Regions from separate parts of the Zea mays genome. Here region 1 is linked to region 2. Evidence: chromatin contacts called from public Hi-C data. All regions are on one chromosome and are shown on one strand. Each heading gives the region's core, a stretch centred on a gene start, on an enhancer-like site or on the middle of the called end of the contact. The rest is flanking DNA. Distances are from core to core; before and after follow the strand shown.

Region 1 (4,784 bases), core at 530-3,029, 210 kb after region 2:
CCACCGCTGGCCGTTTCGGGTCGTAGTAGATCTCAGTGTCGTCGGGCCTAAGGTACCATCTCCTCATGGTCCTGCCGTGGTCTCTGGTGGCGATGCCGAAGAAGACGGAGCTGACGACCGAGATGACGATGAGCGAGAAGAGGAGGAGGTACATGACCCGGTCCATCTTCTTCTCCACGTTGCTCCGCTTGGACGGGACCTTCATGGAGTTCTGCATCACCTTGGTGTCCTGCCCCGTGAACACGACGACGCCGTACACGAAGTCGGTGTTGCGGAGCTTGGAGTCCCTGAGCAGGAGCTGCTGCGGCGACAGGGGGTGCTGCCGGCCGTCCATCTCGATGTTCCCGACGAAGGTGTAGAGGTGCGCGTTGGGGTCCTCGCACCGCACGACGGCGCCCCGGAAGGCCCCGAAGCTGGCGCCGTCGTCCGGCGGCAGCGAGGCGGAGGTGGCCTCCAGGGACTGCTTCAGCTTCAGGTTGGTCTCGCCGTCCAGGTTCATGGTCTCCACGTAGCAGATGGCGTCGTCGTAGCTAGAGGAGAGCAGGACGAGGTCAGCCGGGAAGAATTCGTCCTTGTGGACCTTGACGATGTCGCCCACGCGGATGTCCTTCCATTTGGCATCGCGGAAGCCGCCGCCGCCGCCGATGTTGTTGACCTGGAAGACCTGAGTCTTCCTGTTGTTCACCTCCGTGTCCTGGAACGGATCATTCATTCTTTCATGATTCATTTCACTCACCGAGACAGACCGAGTATGTAATCAATCAAATTAATTGTTTTGACAGAGAAGAAGAAGAAGAAGAAATTGAAGTGAAGTTGGATAGTAGTACGGTACCTGCTGGTTCCTCCTCCAGTCTTCGATTGCCTCCTTGATCATGGTGGCGACGAGGACGATGACAAGCGGCGCAATGGCGCTGGAGGAGCTGTAGGCGGCGAGGGGGCTGTAGGCGATGCCGGCGGAGAGGAGGAAGTAGATGTTGGCGACGCGGCGGAACTGCTCGAAGAGGGACTTGGGCAGGAAGGTGAAGAGGTTGTACTTGGTGGTGGAGATGGAGTTGCTGGAGGCCATCTGCTGCTGCTGCTGCTGCAGCAGGTCAGCTGCAGCCGCTGAAGGCTCGCCGCCGCCGGCGTTGACCGTGACCACCCTGGAGAAGCCGGGGCCTCCTATCCTGGACACGGAGTGGTCGTCGGCCACGCTGGGCCGGCGGCCGCACGCATAGCTGTAGAGCTTGCTGAGGCGCACGGCGGACCTCCGCCGCCGCCGCCGGCCGTTGGTGGCGTTGCCGTCATCTTCGCCGGCCATTGTATTGTATTGTGTTATACTGGAAATCCCTGCTGCGGTTACAAATGGAGAAGAAGTAGCTGCTACTGCTGCTGGCTGCCGCCTTGAATCAAAATCAAATCAAATCAATTGAATCCCTAAGTGAAAAAAAAAACTAAAGGAGCTCGGCTGAGCTGACAAACGGAAACCCAGATGAGATGGAGAGGAGAGGGAAGGAAAGGAACACGCAAATAAAAGGGGAAGGGAGGGGACAGGGGGATTGGTCGCTCTGTTCGTGCGTGGTCAATATATGCTTTGCTTAGTACAACAGGATAGGAGATTAGGAGGAGCAACAGCTTTCTTGTTGCTTGGAAAGCTCCGCGCAGAGACCAAGAAGAAGGGATGGCATGGCCCGGCCGCGTTTGGCAGCCAGGGGGAGACTGAATCAAATCAACTCAAAATGGAGGAAGAATAATAAGACGAGGCAGACGGGGGAGGGGCTCCGTCTCTGTCCCGCCCGCCAAACGGACACGGAGTACAAACCAAGGGGTAGTAGCCAACCAACCCCCCCAAATGGCAGATGGGAAATGGCCCACCTCTCGTGCGTTTGCTTGGAAAGAATTTGTTGAATCCGGAGTGCTCCCTCTCCTCTCCCTCAGTCATCGTTGACTTGCCTGGCCGCCCCATGTCCCTTCCAATCTTCTAGAAGATACCGGCCAAACAAATGCGCTGCTGCTACAACTACGTTTTTTTTTGGAAAAAATTTTGATGTGTTCTACAATATTTTTTTTCATAGAGCAACTTTTTAATCAGGAATTGGAATTATCGATTTCTATGACTCCTACCGACCCTTGGTCCTCTCGCTTCATTCGTCCACCCAGTCACAAAAGAAAGCAGTGTGTTTGTTAACGGGTTGATACGAGTTGGAACAGGTTGAACCTGCATCAACTCATGTTTGGTTCAAAAGGCTAGTAGGTTAAGTTGGTTTCAGATCAAAATATCCCTTTAAAATGCGGATTCTAGGAGTTCCTCAAAAACAATCGAACCACTCCGACCCACTTCCTCTCCACCCCTCATGTCACCCACGCGGTCACACCATATCTTCACCCAAGCGCAGCCTGCGCAGGGCGCACCGCCACCGCCGACCTGTTATCCAGTCATCGGCTCCCCCGTCGGCCTGCCCTCCGACGCGATGCACCCCCGACCACGCCCGCCATCAGAGTCCTCCGCCGCCCTGCCCTCCGGCGCCGGTGTGTTCTCCCGTCGTCGGACTGCCCCCACCGACCTGTCCTCCAGCGCGCTACACCCCCGTCCGCGCCTCCCAACGACGTTGTTTATGCCGTGATCCAGCCCCTGCCACCATCCACCGATACCACCTCCATGTCCCCTACCGACACCACAAGGTGAGAAGCATTTGGAATTAAAGATACCATTCTTAGTGCGGTAATGTGATCAGGAAGGTGACCATATTCAGTTCATCCTTAATTCATCCCTCATCACGAAACCAAACAAGAGACGGTGCAGCTTCAACCCACTTCAACCCTGTAATCAAACAAGAAATTGTGTTCAACCCGTCACTTCAACCAAACAAGGAACGGGTCCGATCCAACCCACAAAAATGGGTCGGTTTCAACCCAACCCACTTTGTTCCGAAACCAAACACTCTAAAAACGAATGCTTACGTGTTAGATGGAGATAGTGCTGAACGAAATGCTCGTGGCTCGTCGGCTCGCTAGGTTCGTGATCAGCTCGGTTCGACTCATTTAACTTTTTCACGAGATGATCTGACAACCTAGCTCGGTTCGTTAACGAGCCAGCTCGCGAGCTAAACGAGATATCACATTTCAGCAAAACAAAACCATATACATATCATTTATGTGTATGTGTGATGTTTATGACCTACGAGTTAAACTAATGATTGATGAACTATGTCTGTGTGCTAAATTGGTCTATACGAATATAACTGTGGTTTAAATTGATGAAAGTACACACAAATGTTGCAAACATGAAAAACAGTAGTAGATTCATTGCACATTTTCCTAGGCACATGAGACACAACATTATTTCTCATAGGCCTACTTCTACCATGCACAAAAATAGAGCTAGAGGCAAACATAGCATGTGAATCGTTATAAGCAGTATGAACATAACTCTTATTATAATGAGAACGACTAGCAATTTTTCTATCATAAATAAAAGCATGGTTCCTTTGAGGACTACTAGCCATTGGGGCCTTTCCTTTCTCCCTGTTGAGAACGGGAGCCTTTTGGCTTGTTAAGTTCTTGGTTTCCCTTCGAAAACCAAGTCCATCTTTAATCGAGGGGTGTCTACCAATAATGTAGGCATCCCTAGCAAATTTTAATTTATCAAAATCACTTTTGCAAGTCTTAAGTTGAACATTAAGACTTGCCACCTCATTATTCAATTTAGTAATAGAAATAAGATGTTCATCACATGCATTAACATCAAAGTCCTTACATCTATTACAAATACTAACATGCTCTATACATGAACTTATTTTACTAGCTTCCTCTAGCTTAGCATTTAAATCATCATTTAAATTATTTAGACTAGAGATAGATTCATGGCAAGCAGATAACTCAGAAGATAGCATTTCATTTCTCTTGGTTTCTAAAGCAAGAGATTTTTGTACACTAACAAATTTGTCATGTTCCTCATACAAAATGTCCTCTTGCTTTTCTAACAGTCTATCTTTTTCATTTAGAGCATCAATTAATTCATTACTTTTCTCTACTTTGGCTCTATCTAAACCTTTAAATAAACTAGAGTAATCTACTTCATCGTCGGAAGAATCTTCGTCACTAGAGGAAGTGTACTTGGGAGTGTCCTAAATACATACCTTTTTCTCCTTAGCCATAAGGCAAGTATGGCGTTCGTTGGAGAAGAGCGAAGACTTGTCGAAGGCCGAGGCAGCCAATCCTTCATCGTCGGAGTCGGATGAGGAGCAATCAGAGTCCCACTCCTTTCCAAGGTGTGCCTCGCCCTTCGCCTTCTTGTAGTTTTTCTTCTTCTCCTTCTTCCCATACTTTTCTTGTCCCTGGTCATTATCGTTATCGGGGCATTGTGCTATGAAATGACCAGTCTTACCGCATTTGAAGCAGGAGCGCTTTTCCTTGTTTTGTTCTTGTTGGGGGTATTCTTTGCGTCCTTTGAGCGCGGTCTTGAAACGTTTGATGATAATGGCCATCACATCTTCATTTAGTCTGGCAGCCTCCACTTGTGCCACCTTGCTTGGTAGCGCCTCCCTGTTGCTTGTTGCTTTAAGAGCAACGGGCTATGGCTCGTAGATGGGTAGTGGACCATTTAGTGTATCGTCCACATATCGAGCCTCCTTCACCATCATGCGCCCGCTCACAAATTTTCCGAGGATCTCCTCGGGCGTCATCTTGGTGTACATGGGGTTTTCGCGAATAAGATTGACAAGATGGGGGTCAATTACAGTAAATGACCTTAGCATGAGTCGGACGACATCATGATCCGTCCATCTTGTGCTTCCGTAGCTTCG
Region 2 (4,406 bases), core at 94-2,593:
AAACACCAAAACCTATTTAGCCAAATGGCCCTCGGTCCATTTTTCTTACACTTACCAACAAATCCGGCAAAGTAGTTGCCAAATATGTTGGGGCAAACACAAGAGTCTAAAGACTTGTGTTTGGGTACCCAAGGTGCTTGTTTCTAATGTGAAAGAACCCAAGACCGTTTGGGTACCTAAGTACAAGACCTAAATTTGTGTTGTAGGTTTATGCATCCGGCAGAACAAGTTGGATAATTGACAGCGGGTGCACAAACCACATGACAGGGGAAAAAAATGTTCTCCTCATATGAGAAAAATAATGATCCTCAAAGAGCAATCACATTCGAGGATGGAAATCAAGGTTTGGTCAAAGGATTGGGTAAAATTGCTATATCTCCTGACCATTATATTTCTAATGTTTTTCTTGTAGAATCTCTAGGTTACAACTTGCTTTCTATTTCTCAATTATGCAAAATGAGCTACAACTGTTTATTTACTGACGTTGATGTTATCGTCTTTAGAAGAAATGATGATTCACTAGCTTTTAAGGAAGTGTTAGATTGTTTCACTGATAACAATTCTAAACTAGACACTTGCTTAATTGCTAAAACTAATATGGGCTGACTCTGACATCGCCGACTTGCTCATGTTGGGATGAAGAATCTTTACGAGCTTCTAAAGGGGGAAAAGATTAATGATGATGTAAATCGTGTATTTTAAGCTCTAAATTATGTATTTTAGAAAAAAAATCAAATTATATTATTAGGAAGGAAAAGATTAATGATGATGTAGAAAGTAACAATATGACACTATTTATGTCTCTTAGATTTTTGATAAAAAATGTAAAATATAGCACGATTGAAACTATTTTTTTACGAGATGAGCCTTATTATATTTTAAGATAAGAAATGCTGTTGTAAAATAGAAATTGGGCCTGTTTGGTTTAGCTTTTTTCTGACCAGCTTTTCTGAAAATCTGGCTGTAGGGAGAATCTAGCTGTGGGGAGAATCTGAGTATCATTACGATTTCGTGTGGAGGACAATAAAGTTGTTCATAGGGCTCAGAATCTAGAAAGTAACAGATTCCTACTATTACAACGAATCAACCGATTATGTGTTTATGTTGATTTTGGATGGTTTTTGCCCCAATGAATTTTATAGAAGCTGACTGAAAAGCGTTTATGTTGATTTTGGATGGTTTTTGCCCCAACGAATTTTATAGAAGCTGACTGAAAAGCTGAGCGTTTGGCAGTCCGCAGCAGCTTTTGGTGGCCAGAAGCTGCCAGAAGCCGAAACAAACAGTGCCATTGTTTGGCAGGTGTATGAAATGGAAGTAGAGTGAAGAGGCATGGAGACGGTAATTATGGTGACAGCAGAGCAGGTCACGGCAGTGGTCCAAGTCCAACGACCGGACCGGACGGACCCCGGCGGCCGGCACCCAGCGGCAGCGGAAGGGGAATCATCGTCCACTCGCAACTCCTTCCTGGCCCCTCCCACTCACCGCTGGACACTTCCATCAATCTCTTTCCCCCTTCCCTTGGATTCGTTTCAGCTACTGAAACTGAACGCGGGCAGTGGCAGGCAGGATCAGCCGAGCCGAGTTCCATTTCCGCCACCGTCCCTTCCCCCTCTGCCCCTCGTTCCTCGTCTTCTCTATTTGCTTGGCTTGGCTTGCTTTTGGTTCAACTTCCACACCATTCATTCATTTCTTGGATTTCTTTGGTGGCGTCCGCAAGTCAAGTCCCTTCCCCCTTCCGCCCCTCGTCAAAGCAAGCAAGCAAAAGTGGTGCGGTGCCATCAGAGTAAGCAAGCTCCCCATTTTCCCTATTCCTATACTACTACTAGTAGCTGCAGCAGCATCCACCGGATGGCCATGTCCAGCGACACCGCCGCCACGACGGGGACATGCACCAAGCCCAACCCCAACCACCGCCTCCCACTCTCAATAGCCTGATTGATTCATGGCCTCCGCCCCCACCACCGCCTCTTCTCCGCTACCGGCGTCCTCGCGGCCCACTGCCACACCGCCCGACACCGCTGCCACGCCCCCGCCCCTCACCTCTCCCGCACCCGCCGCTCCTCCACCCTCCTCCCACTCCCACTCCCACTCCCAGCCGTCGCCTGGGCCTCCTCAACACACAGCCTCGCCGCCGCCGCGGGCGGCTGCTGCTCCTCCAAGGCCGCCGCTGCTCTCGCCCCCTCCAACGTCCCCGACGCCGTCTGCCGCTCCGACGCCCTCGCCATCTCCGCCAGCGTCCCCGGCCCCTGCACCACCTCCTTTTAGCGCTCCTCCGCCGTCAGCACGACCACTGCCTACGCCTGCCATCGCAGTCGACCCGGCCAGGGGCAAGAACCCAAGTTGGAACAAGTCGTCCAGCCCGGGTGCGCCGTCCAGGAGCCCATCCGCCCCCTTTGGCGGCCTTGGTAATGGTGTTGTAGCCATCGCCGCTGCGGTGGTCGCCCTGCTCCTTCTTAGCCTCCTAGTCACAGCAGTTTGGTTCAACCGCAAGCGCAAGAGGAAGCAGATGAGTGGTTACAGAGCTGGTCTCATGTCGCCTTTTTCTTCGCAGCAACCTTCGGGTATTTTGTTTTGTTTCTCACTCCTCCCTATATATCATGCAACATACAGCTTTTTTGTCATTTTTTAATAAATTATCTTGTGAGTTGCCCTTTTCACTGTGCTGGCTGATTGTGTATGGTTGTTGCCTGAAAATTCCAGGGACCTGAAATACTTTGTTTCTGCATCTAGCTTAATACAGCATGCAGCTCTTTGGAATAGCTAGCAACACGGCCACTGATACCATATCCCGCTTCCTTCAGGTGAATCTGCAAATGTAGGATGGTCAGCTGATCCTTCTGTCCACACCAACTATAGCGCCGGGAGCCCCAGGCTGAAACAATGCTTGTCTGATATCAGCATGGGCAACTCCAGGTTCTTCTCATATGATGAGCTGTATCAGATCACTGATGGTTTCTCAGCTCAGAGGCTGCTAGGGGAAGGAGGCTTTGGGTCGGTGTACAAGGGCCGCCTGCCAGATTATAAAGATGTCGCCGTTAAACGACTAAAGGATGGCGGCGGACAAGGGGAGCGCGAGTTCCAGGCCGAAGTGGAGATAATTAGTCGCGTGCACCACCGCCATTTGGTTTCTCTTGTGGGATACTGCATTTCCAATGACCAAAGGTTACTTGTATACGACTTTGTTTCTAATAACACGCTGCATTATCATCTTCACGGTATGTTATAGCCTCTTTCTAATCCTTTGCAAGAGTATTCCCATCTTCTGCCAGTACAAAAATTGAACTGAACTGCAATCTCAGGACACGGAATGCCTGTGTTAGAATGGTCCGCACGGGTTAAAATTGCTGCAGGTGCTGCTCGTGGAATTGCTTACCTACACGAAGATTGTAATGTTGCTTCCTACTTCTCGTTTTCTTTGCAATGTTGTTGCTTGCATGTTAATTGCTGAACACATTTGCAGGCCATCCGAGGATAATTCATCGAGACATCAAGTCCTCAAACATTTTGTTGGATAACAATTTCGAAGCAAAGGTAATTGCATTCCCTAGATGAGCCCAAGTGTTTCTCACAACATACCCTAGCAATCTGTATTGATTTTCTGATTGAATGCCATCCACGAGTTCTAGGTTGCTGACTTTGGTCTTGCGAGGCTGGCTTTGGATGCTGTAACCCATGTGACAACCCGTGTTATGGGAACATTTGGGTGGGTGATGAGCCGTCATATCTCACAAAGTACATCAATATATGACATAACCATACGGAATTCATGGTAGACATCTTGTTTCTTTTCAGGTACATGGCTCCAGAGTATGCATCGAGTGGCAAACTGACTGAGAGATCAGATGTGTTCTCTTTTGGTGTAGTTTTGTTAGAGCTTATTACTGGCCGGAAACCTGTTGATGCATCAAGACCAATGGGTGACGAGAGCCTCGTCGAGTGGGTGAGTTGTTAGCGATGAGCTTATATTTGCTTCAAGCCTGGTGAAGTGGTGATGTTCCTAGGGCACTTCTTGTTGGCTGTGATTTTTGGGAGTTGCTATTCTTAAGCTTTGTTCCCAGCCAGCGTTCATATATTCAGTTTTGGATTGCAGTAGACTCATGTTTACATGGACAATGTCACCGTAGGCTTATATATATCTTGAGGGATTGCTCATGTTATGATGCTTGTAACAGCGTATTAGCCAGAACTTGTCTGCGTCCAAGAATTACTGCACCATGGATATGCTGCATGCCTGAGAGTTGCTGCCTGACTTCCTTTTTCCTGATTATTTGCAGGCTCGGCCATTGCTCTCTCGAGCCCTGGACACAGGCGATTTGGAAGGGTTGGTTGACCCCAGGCTCGAGATGAAGTTGGACGAGGTGGAGATGTTCCGCATGGTCGAGGCCGCTGCAGCCTGCATCCGGCAC

The links. A called contact is a pair of places that touch in the nucleus more often than the background predicts.
Region 1: a contact with region 2 is called in a Hi-C map of leaf, with 8 times the contacts expected there. The contact joins the promoter of LOC103629310 here to the promoter of LOC103629309 in region 2. A contact is called at or near these places in 11 of 25 Hi-C or Micro-C datasets (bundle sheath, ear, endosperm and 2 more).

The regions. Positions count from the first base shown.
Region 1 is chr6:53,874,849-53,879,632 of Zm-B73-REFERENCE-NAM-5.0, forward strand. LOC103629310 (phospholipid-transporting ATPase 10) reads right to left here and starts at 1,780. Exons shown (of 9, transcript XM_020540234.2): 1 at 833-1,780; 2 at 1-694. The coding sequence starts at 1,300.
Region 2 is chr6:53,662,958-53,667,363 of Zm-B73-REFERENCE-NAM-5.0, forward strand. LOC103629309 (proline-rich receptor-like protein kinase PERK8) reads left to right here and starts at 1,344. Exons shown (of 8, transcript XM_008650470.3): 1 at 1,344-2,561; 2 at 2,802-3,215; 3 at 3,300-3,386; 4 at 3,461-3,531; 5 at 3,627-3,703; 6 at 3,793-3,940; 7 at 4,275-4,406. The coding sequence starts at 1,943.